3 separate regions of the Mus musculus genome follow, and regions 2 and 3 are each linked to region 1. Evidence: chromatin contacts called from public Hi-C data. All regions are on one chromosome and are shown on one strand. Each heading gives the region's core, a stretch centred on a gene start, on an enhancer-like site or on the middle of the called end of the contact. The rest is flanking DNA. Distances are from core to core; before and after follow the strand shown. Region 1 has its middle 16 kb from the start of Gm19723. Region 2 has its middle 7.6 kb from the start of Gm16619. Region 3 overlaps Gm15518 (a long non-coding RNA gene).

What was found. A called contact is a pair of places that touch in the nucleus more often than the background predicts.
Region 2: a contact with region 1 is called in a Hi-C map of bone marrow-derived macrophages, with 2.3 times the contacts expected there. The contact joins two enhancer-like sites. A contact is called at or near these places in 1 of 39 promoter capture datasets (liver), 4 of 484 Hi-C or Micro-C datasets (bone marrow-derived macrophages, liver, nephron progenitors and 1 more), 1 of 115 datasets of contacts at active chromatin or transcription factors (regulatory T cells) and 2 of 9 other capture datasets (adipose tissue and liver).
Region 3: a Hi-C map of the MNK3 cell line shows a contact between it and region 1, with 8 times the contacts expected there. The contact joins two enhancer-like sites. A contact is called at or near these places in 2 of 15 datasets of contacts at CTCF or cohesin (large pre-B cells and pro-B cells), 16 of 484 Hi-C or Micro-C datasets (the AML12 cell line, CD8 T cells, the MNK3 cell line and 6 more) and 4 of 115 datasets of contacts at active chromatin or transcription factors (CD8 T cells, effector CD8 T cells, large pre-B cells and 1 more).

What each region holds. Positions count from the first base shown.
Region 1 is chr16:49,937,860-49,942,281 of GRCm38.p6, reverse strand. It overlaps Gm5486. Among named protein-coding and RNA genes, the nearest start is that of Gm19723, 16 kb to the left of the region's middle. Within about 2 kb of position 3,136, at least 62 of the 459 cell types and tissues checked have an H3K27ac peak or open chromatin away from gene starts, as enhancers often do. A contact at or near this core is called in the MNK3 cell line, adipose tissue and bone marrow-derived macrophages, where this site is marked.
Region 2 is chr16:49,790,513-49,795,319 of GRCm38.p6, reverse strand. No RefSeq gene overlaps it. Among named protein-coding and RNA genes, the nearest start is that of Gm16619, 7.6 kb to the left of the region's middle. Within about 2 kb of position 2,624, at least 115 of the 459 cell types and tissues checked have an H3K27ac peak or open chromatin away from gene starts, as enhancers often do. A contact at or near this core is called in adipose tissue and bone marrow-derived macrophages, where this site is marked.
Region 3 is chr16:49,767,480-49,772,220 of GRCm38.p6, reverse strand. Gm15518 (a long non-coding RNA gene) reads left to right here. Exons shown (of 5, transcript XR_003951928.1): 3 at 1-2,450; 4 at 3,480-4,741. Among named protein-coding and RNA genes, the nearest start is that of Gm15518, 6.1 kb to the left of the region's middle. Within about 2 kb of position 2,295, at least 68 of the 459 cell types and tissues checked have an H3K27ac peak or open chromatin away from gene starts, as enhancers often do. A contact at or near this core is called in the MNK3 cell line, where this site is marked.

The DNA.
Region 1 (4,422 bases), core at 1,887-4,386:
TGATACTAATCTTTGCTTCTTTGATATCTTTTCTATCCTTACAAGTATCTTTGTCATTGGATTTAGGGACCTCTGGTCAATTGAGGATAATCTCATTTCAAGATATTACCCTTGGTCAGAGTCTGAGTTTGGTATTCCCAGGTTCATATCTAAAGAGTTGACCTAAAGACTCATAAAGATTGCAAAGTACCAAGGAAACCATTCAAATCAAGACCAGGGCAACTTATAAAATGAAAGGTTCATTCTGAACTTACAATTCCACAGGGATAATAGTCCATGCAGGACAGTGGATCAGAAAAAGCATGCAGCAGGTGGCTGAAGCAGCAGTTTCGAGTTCACATCTCAAACCACAGATAAGAGGCAGAGAGTGTAATGGGCAGGTGGCATGGGTTTTGACATCAAAGCAGCCCCCAATGGCATACCTTGTCCAACAAGGTCACAGCTCCTAACTCTTCCCAAACAGGTACACCTATTTGGGAGCCAGGTATTCAAATATATAAGTCTACAAGAGCCATTCTTATTCAAATCTGAGAGCTTGTTTTTTTTTTTTTTAAGGGTTATTATACTAGCACAAATGGTTCTCTGTTTTGGTTGATATGTTTGGATTATGTAAACTTTGGCTTACTGTGCATGGACCTACCCATAATGCATCTGCTTGTCCTCCCCCTGTCCCCCACTTTGGGAACAGATCTTTATTTTTTTTTTCTCTTTGAGAGTCTCATGGAATGTGTTTTGCTCACATTCACCCCTCCCTCCAAACTCTTCCCAGATGGGTTTGCTCTTCCTTACTCACCCAAACTGGTGTCATCTATTTTTAAGCCTTCAACACCAATTGATGCTGCTCAAATATTCCTAGATGTGTGGCTTTCAGATAGAGAGTGGTCAACTTACTAGGGGCTACATCCTTAGAGAGAACTGTCTCTGTCTCTTTCATTAGCTAACAATAATGCATCTGGTTTTAATCATATGCATGCCTAATTATAAGTAGGTATTCTTTCTAAAGGTTCACTCAGAGGACACAGTTTGCTTTACTGGTATTCATCCAAAAGTGGTCTGAATTGACCCCTTGCTTATAGGTTCCAGATGTGTTTCCAGATGTGTTTGTGTAGAAATGGGCACTATCCAGGGATCACTAAGGGAAATAGCTTACTTCCATTTTTAAAAGCAGGTATGTGCAACCTGGTACAGGTACCAGGTTGCCAGCAGGTTGTTATAGGTATTGTTATAAGAGAGGTGTGTTCTATGCCGTTTTCTATACTTGCCTCAAACGGTTTTAGCTTAATTACATCTTCAACAATCCTTTTTTTAAAAAAAAACAAACAAACCAAAACAACAACAATAAACAAACAAAAACAAAAAAACTATCATAGCCTCAAGTCCCAACTATTAGAAGAGGGTATATTTTGAGAGGGTCACTACCCAACTGTGCAGACCAGGCTGTGCCCTGCTCCAAGTTACTGTCTTTCTCTAAGGTGTTTGAGACTATGACTATAACACTGTGCCTTGCCCTCAGTGACTCCATCTTATTAAGTAGAGTTTGGCTTCATGTTGAGAGAGAATGACTGTGCATCTCATTTGTGCATGTGGACACCATCTGTCCAGCAGCAACCATAAGGAACTAATAACTGATAACTTCTTCCTGCAAATAAAAGGATACTGCCTATAAGCTTAACAAAGTACATCAGAAACACATGGATACATGGACATATTAAAACCACATGAGATAATCATGTGAACTTACCAAACACACCAGACCAACAAAGAGGTCAACAACCTTAAGAAGAGTCCATGAAAGAAAAGACATCCAGCACACACAGCTGGGCTGGTTGGTTTTGCCATCTGCTTACACACCTACACATATCTGGGGAAGGGATCTTAATTATGAAAACACTTCTATAAAATTGGACTGTAGGAAAGTCTACAGAATATTGTCTTAACTAATGATTTATGTAGGAAGGCATGGTGGGCAATGTCACCCAAGGTAGATGGTACTGGGTTATATAATAAAGCAGGCTGAGCAAGCCATGAGGGTCAAGCCAGTAAGAAGTTGTGATGGTTTGAATAAGAATGCCTCCATAGGCTTGTAAATTTAAATGCTTCATCTCCGTTTGGTGGAACTGTATGGGAAGGATTGGGAGGTGTGGCTTTGTTCGAGGAGGTGTGTCATGGGGAAGGGCTTGCAGATAGATCTACCTCTCCACTGATTCTACTGCCATATACTCACCGTACCAACATGAACTCTAATCCCCTAGAACTGTAAGTTCATCTGAACACTTTCTTTTATAAATTGCCTGGCCATGATATTTTATAGAAATAGAAAAGTAATGAATACAGCAATGCTCCTCCATGGCCCACATGTCTAGTTCCTGCCATGCTTCTACCAGCAACTGACTATAAACTGCAAGCTGAAATAAACCCTTTCCTTTCCAAACTGCTTTTTGTCATGCTGTTCGTCACAGCAATAGAAAGCAAAGCAATAAAACTGTAATAAAGATGGAACCAACAATCTGTCATGTGACCACCCTATGTGATGTATGTGGTCAAAGAACTGACAGGCAGAGAATTCCTGCCTCTGCTGCTTGAGTTTAGTAGTTCCCACTGCCTGACTTAGTTCACTCTAACATCTATCCATCAGACCTCCTTCTTAGACCTGGACATGTGCCTACACTAATGGTTCTTTGTCTCCATCACAGACCTCAGCCTTTGGTCTCTGCTGATTTGGTTTGATTCTCCAACTTCTCCAAGCCAGTAAGGCACTGCCATTCTATAGTGTGTGCAAGGTGGAATACATGATCTTAGCGTTGATGTTAGGAATTAAGATTGAAAAAGAAGAAAGTATGATTGTGGATAGCCACACTGTCAAGGGTTAGAGTAATTGATTACCTGGTAAGTTGAAACCTGCGAAACCAGCACAATTTGTGAATTTATTGCTATTCAGGAATCTCTGATATTTATGTTAAAGACACAAATGTGTCTATGTTTCTGACAAAGAATACTCCTGATGCCAATACACTTTCCAGTTGTAGGGATACCCGAGTTATCAGTTCTACAGAAATTTCACATTAGTCTGGACCATCTGGAGGCTATTAGGGTGAGTCACTGAGAGTTAGTCACCCTGTCTCTGCGAAGTGACTGGGAATACCCATGGTCAACTATATTCTCTTTATTTTCTCTTCATTATGCTCGCATGACTCACTTTCTTGGAGTTTCCCTCTGTGTAAATTTTCTAAGGTCCTTTATGTCTCTCACCAGAGAGGCTGAAGTTGCTTGTGGAAGCATCAAATAGACTTCCTGCTTCTCCTGGGCTTCAGGATAGGAACGCCATGATTACTTACCAGGTTGAGCAATAAAGAAAAGTAAGGGCTTTAGAAAGGGAGTAAGGTCAGGCTGTCTCGGGCTCAGTTTCCAAAGCTCTAGCGTCAGAATGTCCTTTGATGTCTAAAAATTTTCAACACCAGTTTCTTCTCTACAAACCTCCATGTCTAGGTTCCACCCACAAAGAAAAATTCCATGCCTACCTTGACCCCCATGGGGTTATAGAGCGAGAAGGACCTTCAACAGAGACAGGAAAAGGAAAGGCAGTTCACTAGCCTGACAAACTAGGGGGCAGAAGAGACTAGGCATCTACATGAAAAGGGAGTGGGCTTCCCTACATAGAAGAGGAGGAATTGCCTTTGCAATGGAAGATAGCAGGATCTTTGGTATAAAACAGTAGGGTGTGTGTGAATGGATGTTTGTACCCTCAGCTGTTAGAGAGGTTTCTCTGCAGCCAGTTGAAGGCAGAACCTGGAAAGACTTCCAAAAGAGGGGTCAGAGAGGGAGGAGCTGAACTTTTAAATTATCATTCTTTTTCTTTTTTAAGGATTGGGAGGAGTGTGTCTTCTGGTAGAACATTTTCCTGACTTTGCCAAGGTCCTGGGTTTGACCCATAGGAAAACATAGGAAATAAACACAAAACAGGAAAGCAAAACAAAAGCTGAATTGCTCTTATGGAACTTGTTCAAAAAACGATAAGAAAAGGTAAAAGAGGAAAACGGGAGGTGCTGGTGCACGCTCAGCGCTTGAGAGGCAGAGGAAAGTGAGTTTGAGGCTAGCCAGTCTGCTGAGTGAGATCTAGGACAGCCCAGGGCCACACTGATACACCCTGTTGTCTTGAAAAACAACAAACAAAACCAATCCAAAAACAAACAAGGACGGAAGGAGGGAGGAAGGTGGGAAGAAGGGAGAGAGAGAGAGAGAGAGAGAGAGAGAGAGAGAGAGAGAGAGAGGTGGATAGGAAGCAAAAGTGAAAGAACAACGGGGAAACCAGCTTGGAAAGCTGCTGCAGGTGAATACCCAGGGGTTTTCCAGGTCAGGACTTAGAACTGAGGTACCAATGATGTCAGAATCCCCTGTGGGTAGTTCATTTATTAACTGGGGTGA
Region 2 (4,807 bases), core at 1,375-3,874, 150 kb after region 1:
CCTTACTTTCTGATTAAAAATGAGCTAAATATAAATACATGCCTCTATGCATTTATTAGACATTATTGGACAAGGATAGATTCTAAAGAGAGATTTTTACAAAAATAAACATCTATTTTGATTTTTCAGTACAGCAATGTTTTAAAATCTAGTCACTGGGTAGTTTTAAGCTGAAACACTGTTAGTGTCTTACTATCCTTCATGTAGTTTACTAAAATGATGTATCACAAATTAAAAGAGAATTTAAAAATTAAACTAATAATGAGTTATACTTAAAATAGCAGAAACTGAAATCTTCATCCCACACTTGACAACGCTCAAAATACGCCACACATTTACTACAATTTATGGACATTCTGAATCATTTCCAGGTCTTTAAGTGAGTCACATACCAAGATGAACAGCCTTTTCATGCTACATGATCTTTTTCATTGAGTACAAAAATTAATAACATGCTCAGTTTAGGCACCATGATCTTTAGCTGCACATGGAAAACTACTAGACAGAAGCGCTTCATCTATACAAAAACTCAAGATATTGTCTCCTAACATTAGCTTCATATAGCTGAAGGAAGGATAGTGTGTGTGTGTGTGTGTGTGTGTGTGTGGTGTGGTGTGTTTACGTTTTGGGTCTATATAAACTGTATCATCAGGATATGTTCGAAGAAAGCAGTGGTTTGAATTGAGTTTTCATTGTGCTTCTATTGGGGAAAGCCCAGGACACGTTTCCTCATCAGACCAGAATACTAACACTAGAGTCTCTTTAAAACTAGCTGTTAAGTGGGGCCATTTATTGGAAATTCCAAAAGTGCCAAGTACATTGGTTCCCCTAAATGTACTTCCAGGAGCAGGAGCCTGAATCAGTTTTCAAAGCTTTTACTCATGGCTACTGTTCTTGTTCATATATATTCTGTACTATATGTGTCTAGAGGTTATAGAAGGATATTTAGCATACTGAAGATACGGAAAGTCTATTTCTTCTGAATATGTATAAAACCTCCAAGCCCCCAAACCATTCTCATTTGTCTGTAATGGAAATTTATGGAGGCAGGTGACTGCCTTCCCTAGGGATTAAGCCCTCCTGGAATTAATTTGAAGCTGGTACCCACGAAGTGTCTAGATACACAACTGTCCAAAAGTTTTCCAGTGTCTCCATCATCCTCTGGCTGGTACTATCCGTTAGCCCAGGAGTGCCATGCTTGTGTGTTGGATGCTTTGCTATTAGTCTTTCAGAATCATTCTATTAGATGATTCATTCTCCATTCACAGGCAACAACTCTTCTTTCTCACCACTTTGGACTGTGTGTGTGTGTGTGTGTGTGTGTGTGTGTGTGTGTGTGTGTGTGTGCAGGGGACTGGCGTGCTACGAGAGGACAGTGAGCACCTCTTCAGTAGCCTCTTCTTCCACCTTTTTTCGAGACAGGGTGTCTCTTTTTGTTGTTCCCCACTGTAAATACCAGCTAGCTGGCCTGCAAGCTTCAGGGAGGGGCTTCTCCACTCCTACGTCAGCACATTGATGTGCGAGGATTACAGATCGATGCTATCACTTGTAGCCTCGCACGGTTCTGAGTATTTGAACTCAAGTCTTCCCACTTGCTCTAAAAGCAAGTGTGCACTCACTAATCTATCCCTCACTTTTCACTTTCATTTTTAAAATCTTGTTTTCCATGGTAACCTTGCATTCAACAAGGACCTTTAACATCTCACCGCTCTTGGCCTTCCTTATTGGACCTAATGGGGTTAAGGATGCTTAGAAAATTCTTCTCAAACAAGGATTTCCAAGGCTAGGAAAGCATTGATGGTGAATGCTACAGAAAGCAGTAATAGGTATTTCAGCATCATTGCTGGCCCATGTAATGTTTCTTTTTCACTGATGGATTCAGTTTTATTTAAAGACAATGGATTCAATTTTAAAGACATTAATCCATAGAGTAAAGTTGGTAAACAGAATGACATATGTAACCAGTCTTCTGTCTTCACAGGTTTATTGGTGGGTTAAAGTGAATGCTGTCCAAACTGTGAGGTGATATTGAAATCTTTCCACAGTTTCACACTGAGACGCAATAATACAGGTCTTTGTTGTGTAGAGCAGAACTGCCAACTCTAAGTTGGATTTCCTGGAAGGTGGGAGAGAGAGGGTCCTGACTCATAGGCGTGTAGCCTCACTCACAGCAGGAGGGTGAGTAGAAGCAAAATTCCTATTAGGGATAGCTTAAATGGGAACACATTTCATTTTGCAGAAAACACCTTCTAGAACTTGCTTAATAGAGGGCACCTTTGCAGTCAATCACTTCACAAAAGTTTCAAATTGGATCAAAAAAGAAGGGGGCACAGGCTAAGGTTGGGGTTACAGGTCGTGTATTACATCTCCAAGTGCCTATATAATTACACTGTGGTGGTTTTTAGTTGAAAGCTTGTAGATCATAAATAGAGGACTCGTTTACTGGTTCTTGTGAAGCATTGTGGGAAGGAGGACACACGGGTGCTGGCACATGCTCCTGCCAAGCATAGGATAACGAACTTTTATGCAGAGGTTTCAGTCACACAAGAGCTACGATACGGAAGGGTCCAAGAGACAACCCGAAGGACGTCAGAATGGGAAAATTTCCAGGCAAACTCGTTTTGGCACACAACAACTGTAGACACTTCGTCAGAGTTTTAAAAGCCACTTCCTCCTTACACTTCACTTCCACTCTGGAAGCCCAGCTGGGCATTTTCCCTGCTGAGTGGGAGGGTAAAGCAGAGCTCAAGATTAGCTCAGGCTTTAGGCAAAACTGTAATGTAGGTTGTGCCCTGTGTGTTGTTTCTGTGCTTTGACCTGTCTGCACCACCAGGCACGTCACCTCTCCTGATAAACCTACCCCACAGAAATAGCTCCCTGCTCTTTAAACAGAGCCCCCGGTATGATTTCTCTCTTTCTCTTGGTGCCATCTAGAAAGTAATGATTCTAATATTTACTTAACTCAGGACCTTGACTTATGGACATTAATGTGTGCTAATATTTCTAGAGTTCCTGTCTTCTAATAGCATTTCTTGAAAATGGTATTTATTTTTTAAAAGATAAATAAACCCAAGATGAGATTGATGGAAAATATTTGTTCCTCTAGGAAGATTCACAACCCCCCCCACCCCACCCCACCCCATCTCCTGGGTTAGAGGCTGCCACCAAAGCTGGCCGGTGAGTGTATCCTGTCAGGCACTTGCCACCCGTCAATGAGATCACTTGGGAAACTGTCCCCTCTTCTAGTTCAGTGGTGAGCCCTGTGTGCAGCCTCATGTGTATTAATGTACACATACCATTATACACTAATTCACGATGGTTAGCTCTTTGATCGATTGCTGAAAGGATCTTAGTAAATACTTTTGAAAAACATGAGAACAATGTTAAAGATCTCAGGAACTATAGGAATATGATGGGTTAGGAGAAAGCCAGATAGCAATTAAAGGCCAGATGGCGTTTCCTGATGTCTCCTACTTAGTTATTTTAGAAGCCTCAAAAGTCTTGCTGATGGACTTCTGAAATTACTGCTCGAAAATAAGAGATTCCAAGAATCCCTTAAGTGTGTCTGAAGTTCTCTCAGCATCAGAGGTAGATGATTAAGGAACATAACCTTGATCTGTTCTGGACATAAGCACTTTCAATACACAGAAAATATTCCTCAAGCGCTCTGGCGTCTCTGTTTTATCCAGTGACAGGGTCTGTGCTTTATAAGTTGAAATAATACTTTTTACCAAAAATGGTGCATAAAACAGAAACAAAAATAAAATATCCCCATGGCCACAACCATCGCCCAAGTCTTCAAGAAGGAAAAGCCAGAGAAAAGCATTTCAGTGGTACCTTAGGAATACAAAATATAGGAGTTTTGGCTCAGTGTACTATAGGTACTATCCCACTGTAAGGACAGTGGTAGGGCTCAGAGAGTTAGGTGAACTTGGAGGAAGTAGATTAGAATACGAGTGGATAAAAACTCAGCCTTCCAGAGCATGGAGGGTAGGCTTGTGGGTTAACACAAGAAGGAAAGGAAACCTGTCCTCTACCAAAGAGGATGCTGTTGACCACTCCCAAGGAGTCCTGGGGAATTCCTAGTGAGGTTTGCAGTTTGTGCAGAGCGTCTCTCCGTAACAGAGGTCAGCAGTGTAAGTGTAGCTAAGGTCTGTGTTGCTAAGTAAATTCCCTTCAGTCACTTTCTGTCCCCACCCTTGTTTTTTTCTTCCTTTTTATCACTTCCTCTATCTTTTTCTCTCTTTGGCTTCTCTCTTGGCTTTTCCAGTGCTTCAGTTGATAACTATCTACGGAAGTGGTATACTACAAATAACATAGTGCATAAAACCAGTCAAAACCTCTTAACGGTAACTCTCTTTCAGTACATGCTTCACACATACACTGTGCAGCCTGCTTTCATGTCAGCTTGACACAGCGAGAGTCATCTGAAAGAAGGGAGCCTCAATTGAGAAAAATTGTTCCATAAGCTCCATCTCGGTAAACAAGGCTGGAGGGAGTTTTCTTATTTAGTGATTGATGGCAGAGGGTCCAACCTATTGTGTGTGTTCAACTCATGGACCAGTGATCTTGCTATGGGGATGGAAGGGATCAGGATGAGCAAGCCATGAGGGACAAGCCAGTAAATAGCACTCCTTCATGGCTTCTTCACCAGTGCGCTCACCTTTGGGTTCCTGCCCTGCCTGAGTTCCTGCCCCGACTTCCCTTGATGATGGACTATGAAGAGGAAGTAAATAAATAAATAAATGTATAAATTTTAAAAAATAATAAAAAGGAAATAAACTCTTTTCTTCCAAAGTGATTTATG
Region 3 (4,741 bases), core at 1,046-3,545, 170 kb after region 1:
TTCATAATTTCATCTCTTGCTATCTGCCTGGCTATTTTCCTTGATATTGGATTCCTATCGTCTTTCAGTTCTACTCTTATGAATATCCTTTGTTTTCTCAAAGTTAGAATGATTTTTCTCACTAAAGTTTGTTTGTCTATCATAAAACTTACTGTTATAAGCATTTTAACTCTGTGTGTGTGTGTGTGTGTGTGTTTGTGTGTGTGTGTGTGTATGTGTGTGTGTGTGTGTGTGTATGTGTGTGTGTGTTTATGTGTGTGTGTGTGTGTGTGTGTGTGTGTATCTTTCCCACTGGACTGTGAGCTGGTAAAGGAAGCGATTACACCTCATTTGCATTTGGCTCCCTTAATATCTCACACTGCAGCAAAACAAGTGGTTATCTGTCAAATGTTCGTTGACCCACACTACATATGTGTAGTGAACAGGAGCCGCCTGAACCAAGAGGCTTCTTAGAAATACCACAGAAAGTAGTTTTTCTAGGTCACCAGCATCCTCTGCGATACTGAGGGATTGCTGAATGCTTCCCAAGGGCAGAATGAATATGATAGCTTAGATTCATCACAGTAGCTATCCGAAATAAAACACTAAGTCATGAGCTCAAACAGAGGCTAACATTTAATGACTTACAAAGTCCAGAAAGTATGCAAGACAAACAGATCAGTAAAAATAAGAAATATTGAACAAACCTTGGTTATGATTTTTGCTTTTTAGTTTCCACACATAAGGTAGAATCCTTATTTAAATTTATGGTTATGGAAAACCGGCCATTTCCATTTTCAGCACAGTTGGGTCGGGCTATTTCCTGTTATCAATAGGAAGCTGCTGTACAATTAAATGGATCAATGATGCAGTGAGCTAAATTAGCTTTTTTATAGTCAAATAATTGGACTAGCTGTGCATTCTACATTATTTCAGTTGTACAAGCATGATCTTTGAATCTACCTTGTAGCAAGATGCCTGGGCTGCCTTAGCCTATTGATTTGAGAAGCAGTAAAAGGTGATATTTAGAAAGGGCCATGGGATAGTATCAATAAAATGGTTCAGGGGATACACATTTGACACACAGAGTGGCTTTATGTAGACTGATTTTTTTGAAGAATAATTTACAAATCTGGCCTAATTCAACTAGCAATATGATAATAATGTACCTTAACTACGTACCTTAAAATACTGTTGCTTATCTCGATGCAGAACATTAAACTGCTGTTGTCAGCGGCATGTGAGTAAACTGGCTGTTTGTCTAACGGTCTGATCTGTAGTGATTTTTCTATTCCTGTGGTGTAAACACTCACAATGGGCTGGTGGGAAGTTATCAACAGTTACCTAGCTCTCAAAATTTCCGAATATCAAACAACTGACTTCAGAGGTGGTAGGAGCTGACTCTAGAAGCCTACCACAAGCTGATGCCCACACTGGCAGGAGATTCACAACCATGCACGTCTAGCACTAGGAGGTTTTAGAATATCCCAGCACTACCGGTGGCTGTATGAACAACTTTGTACTTTTACTAGCACATTGGGATTCATGGGTAGCATACCCTGCAGAAGATTTTACAGAAGGTAAAAGAAAAGCGACTGGACAGGAGGGAAAATATAACTCTATCACCTTACCGGAGAAAACCCAGGATGAACGGTGACTCAAAAGCCACACAGGAAATTCTTAGCCGAGAAATTGTGACATAGGAAGAAATAAGTCTGACCTTTGGCTGTAACGGTTGGCACAGAGTTTCCAAATAGTTTGCAGTTTCCTAGAACTTTGAGGTTTTCATGGCTACATGATGAAATCCCTCAAAAAAAAAAAAGAAAGAAAGAAAAGAAGAGAAGAGAAAAGAAAAGGAAAAGAAAAGAAAAGAAAAGAAAAGAAAAGAAGAAAACCCTAAATGAAGGGGTGCTGAGGTTTTCAGGTGGGGGTTAGCCATGAGGACAACCAGGGCTTCCCACCCTCTCTGATGTTCTATCTGGTGAACTTCACAGTTTGGGTAACAGAGTGACAGTCTGGATAACTGACAAACAATAGAAGGTTCCTTGGCTCATGGCTCTGACAGAGAAGACCAAGAGCATTCATTGTTCTGACCAGGGCCTTTATGCTGAGTCACAACTCGTCAGAAGGGCAAGGGGACATGTGCAAGATGGAAGAAACTGGCTGTTGGTGTGGACAACTCCACATATTTGGTGCCAGGAATATTGTGAATATATTCTTACTAACACACCTGGAACTGGGATCTGGTTGGCTGGACTTGTGGGCCAGGGTTCTTCCATGCACAAGCCTTTGAGAGGAGCTAGAGAAGGTCACCCAGGGGCATGTGTGGAAACAGGATGCATGGTCTTGATAAGGGGTGTGGTGGACACCGGGTGAGTAGGAGGAGCTGTGGACCTGAAATTCTTCTAGGAAGGCCTAGCTGGGAGAACTTCTTCACAACAGTGAAGATGGTGACAAACGGTTTTCTAAAGGTGGTTCTTTTCATTTCTCTTGAGTTTCTTTTAACATTGTGTATTAATTTAATCTATGGTACTTATTAGATGGGGCCTTAGCATTTCATAAGCTACTCGAGAAGAAAAATGAGTTTAAGTTCTCTTTAAAGAAATCTCTTCACGCCGGGTGTGGTGGTGCCCGCCTTTAATCCCAGCACTTGGGAGGCAGAGGTAGGCGAGTTTCTGAGTTCTAGGCCAGCCTGGTCTACAGAGTGAGTTCCAGGACAGCCATGGCTACACAGAGAAACCCTGTCTTAAAAAAATCCAAAAAACAAACAAACAAAACAAATCTCTTCACACTGAAATGTTTTGCTTACTTGTACATGGGGGGGCGAGGGGGAGATCTTCAGATGGGTGATTCTGTAGATAACTGAATATCAACATTAGCATTTTTAAATCCCTGATAACCCTCCCACAATTAAAACATAATAAAACAAAACACCCATGTCTATGGGGTAAAACTCGAGAAGGGGACTTAGTGCTTAGGCATTTAAAATTTTTATTAATCTTCAAGAATTTCATACAATGTATTTTTATCAAAATCACTCCTCCTACCTCTCTTTAGATCCAGCCTCCTTACCCTATCAATTTATTTTCTTTTTCAATCCATTGAGCCTGAAGCCCAAACTTTTTGGTGTGTGGCTATCTGGAACATGGTAGACCTATGTTTCTCAAGGGTCATGTCTTTGAAGAAAACCGATTTTCTCCCTCTGTCTTAGTTACTTTTCTATTTCTGTGAAGAGATACCATAACCAAGGCAAGTTACAGAAGAGTTTACTGGGTCTTACAGTTCCAGAGGGTGAGTAGACCATCATGGCAGGAAGCAGGGCAGCAGCAGGCAGGCATGGCACTGGAACAGTAGCTAGGAGCTTAGAACCAACAGGAGATGGCGGCGGGAGAGCCAACTGGAGCGGTATAGGCCTTTAAAACCTCAAAGCTCACCACCAGTGACAAACCACATGCAACAAGATCACACTTCTACTCCTTCTCAAACATCTCTACCCACAGGACCAAGCAGTCAAAAGCAGGAGCCTAATGAGGCCATTCTCATGCAAACCAGCCATCCCTTCCCTGCCCCTGCCAATTGTAAGTAGCTTAGTTCTGGATAGGGGTGGGGGTGGGGCACATAGGTATTTTTATTAAGCTGTCCACTTGATTTTGATGCCCAGGCAATGGAGAGTTTCCCAGCTGTTAGCACAGAGAATATTTTGCAGGGCAGGAGAGTAGCAGCCATGAAGTAACTTCCGAGTTATACAAAAGGGTTTATGCATAGGACCTTGAAGCCATCCAAGAGCCCAGAGACTATGCACAGGACCTTGAAGCCATCCAAGAGCCCAGAGCAACAGTTTGGGCAGATGATGGCTGACGGAGGCAGTTTGATGGCCAGTTTGAAAGTGTTAGTGTACTACGTAGGGCACGGACAGATAATAAAGGGGACACTCTGGGTTGAAACAAGGTGCTAAGAGTGGAACCATAAATCAGATTAGAATTTTGTGCCTGAATTAAAATTACACAATTACAGGATTCTAATGCTCGAGGCATTACTTAGATCTGTTAATATGAGGTGGCCATTGCTCTCCCTCTTGCATTTTAAATTCTATAAAACAGCCTATAAAAATGTGAATTCAAATCATTCTTATTTATTTAACAGAGTAAATTTCTAATTTAAGAATAAGCAGTTTAAGGTTTGTAGTTGTTAGACACATTAAGTTGGAAAAAAATGAAGCTATAATCACTGTAATTTCACAAACAGGGTCACACAATTCCACCTTCTAAAATTCTATTGTAACATTGTTTTAAATATATAAAACATATTAACGGGGGTTGTAGCTAGGACCTCAACAGATTGCCTTCTGCATGATAACCTTGCATTCTGCCACTGAGCTACACTCTTAGTCCTCTCAAGACCTTTCTTACTTGTACACAAATTTTAAGAACAGCGTCTGGCCCAATTTTAGGATGGCCAGTGGATCATCTGGAAGCCTACATCTTCATACTGTGTTGTGTTCAGGGAGCACAGAGTGCCTGCTCATCATCCATGCTGGGAGCTCTGAGCCAAATCCACAGGCGTCTCGTGTTCTCACACAGGCTCTCTTGAAACCCGTGAAGGGATGGGGCATAGCACCAGATGACATAGGGTTCTCATACCTATTTGCATGGGCATGTTCTCTGTGAACCCTTCCAACAGAGGTTCTGATACTCTTAAAAAACAAACCACAAAAGTAAAAACCTAAGCACTGCTTGCAAATTTAAGGGAAAGGGAAAGGGGG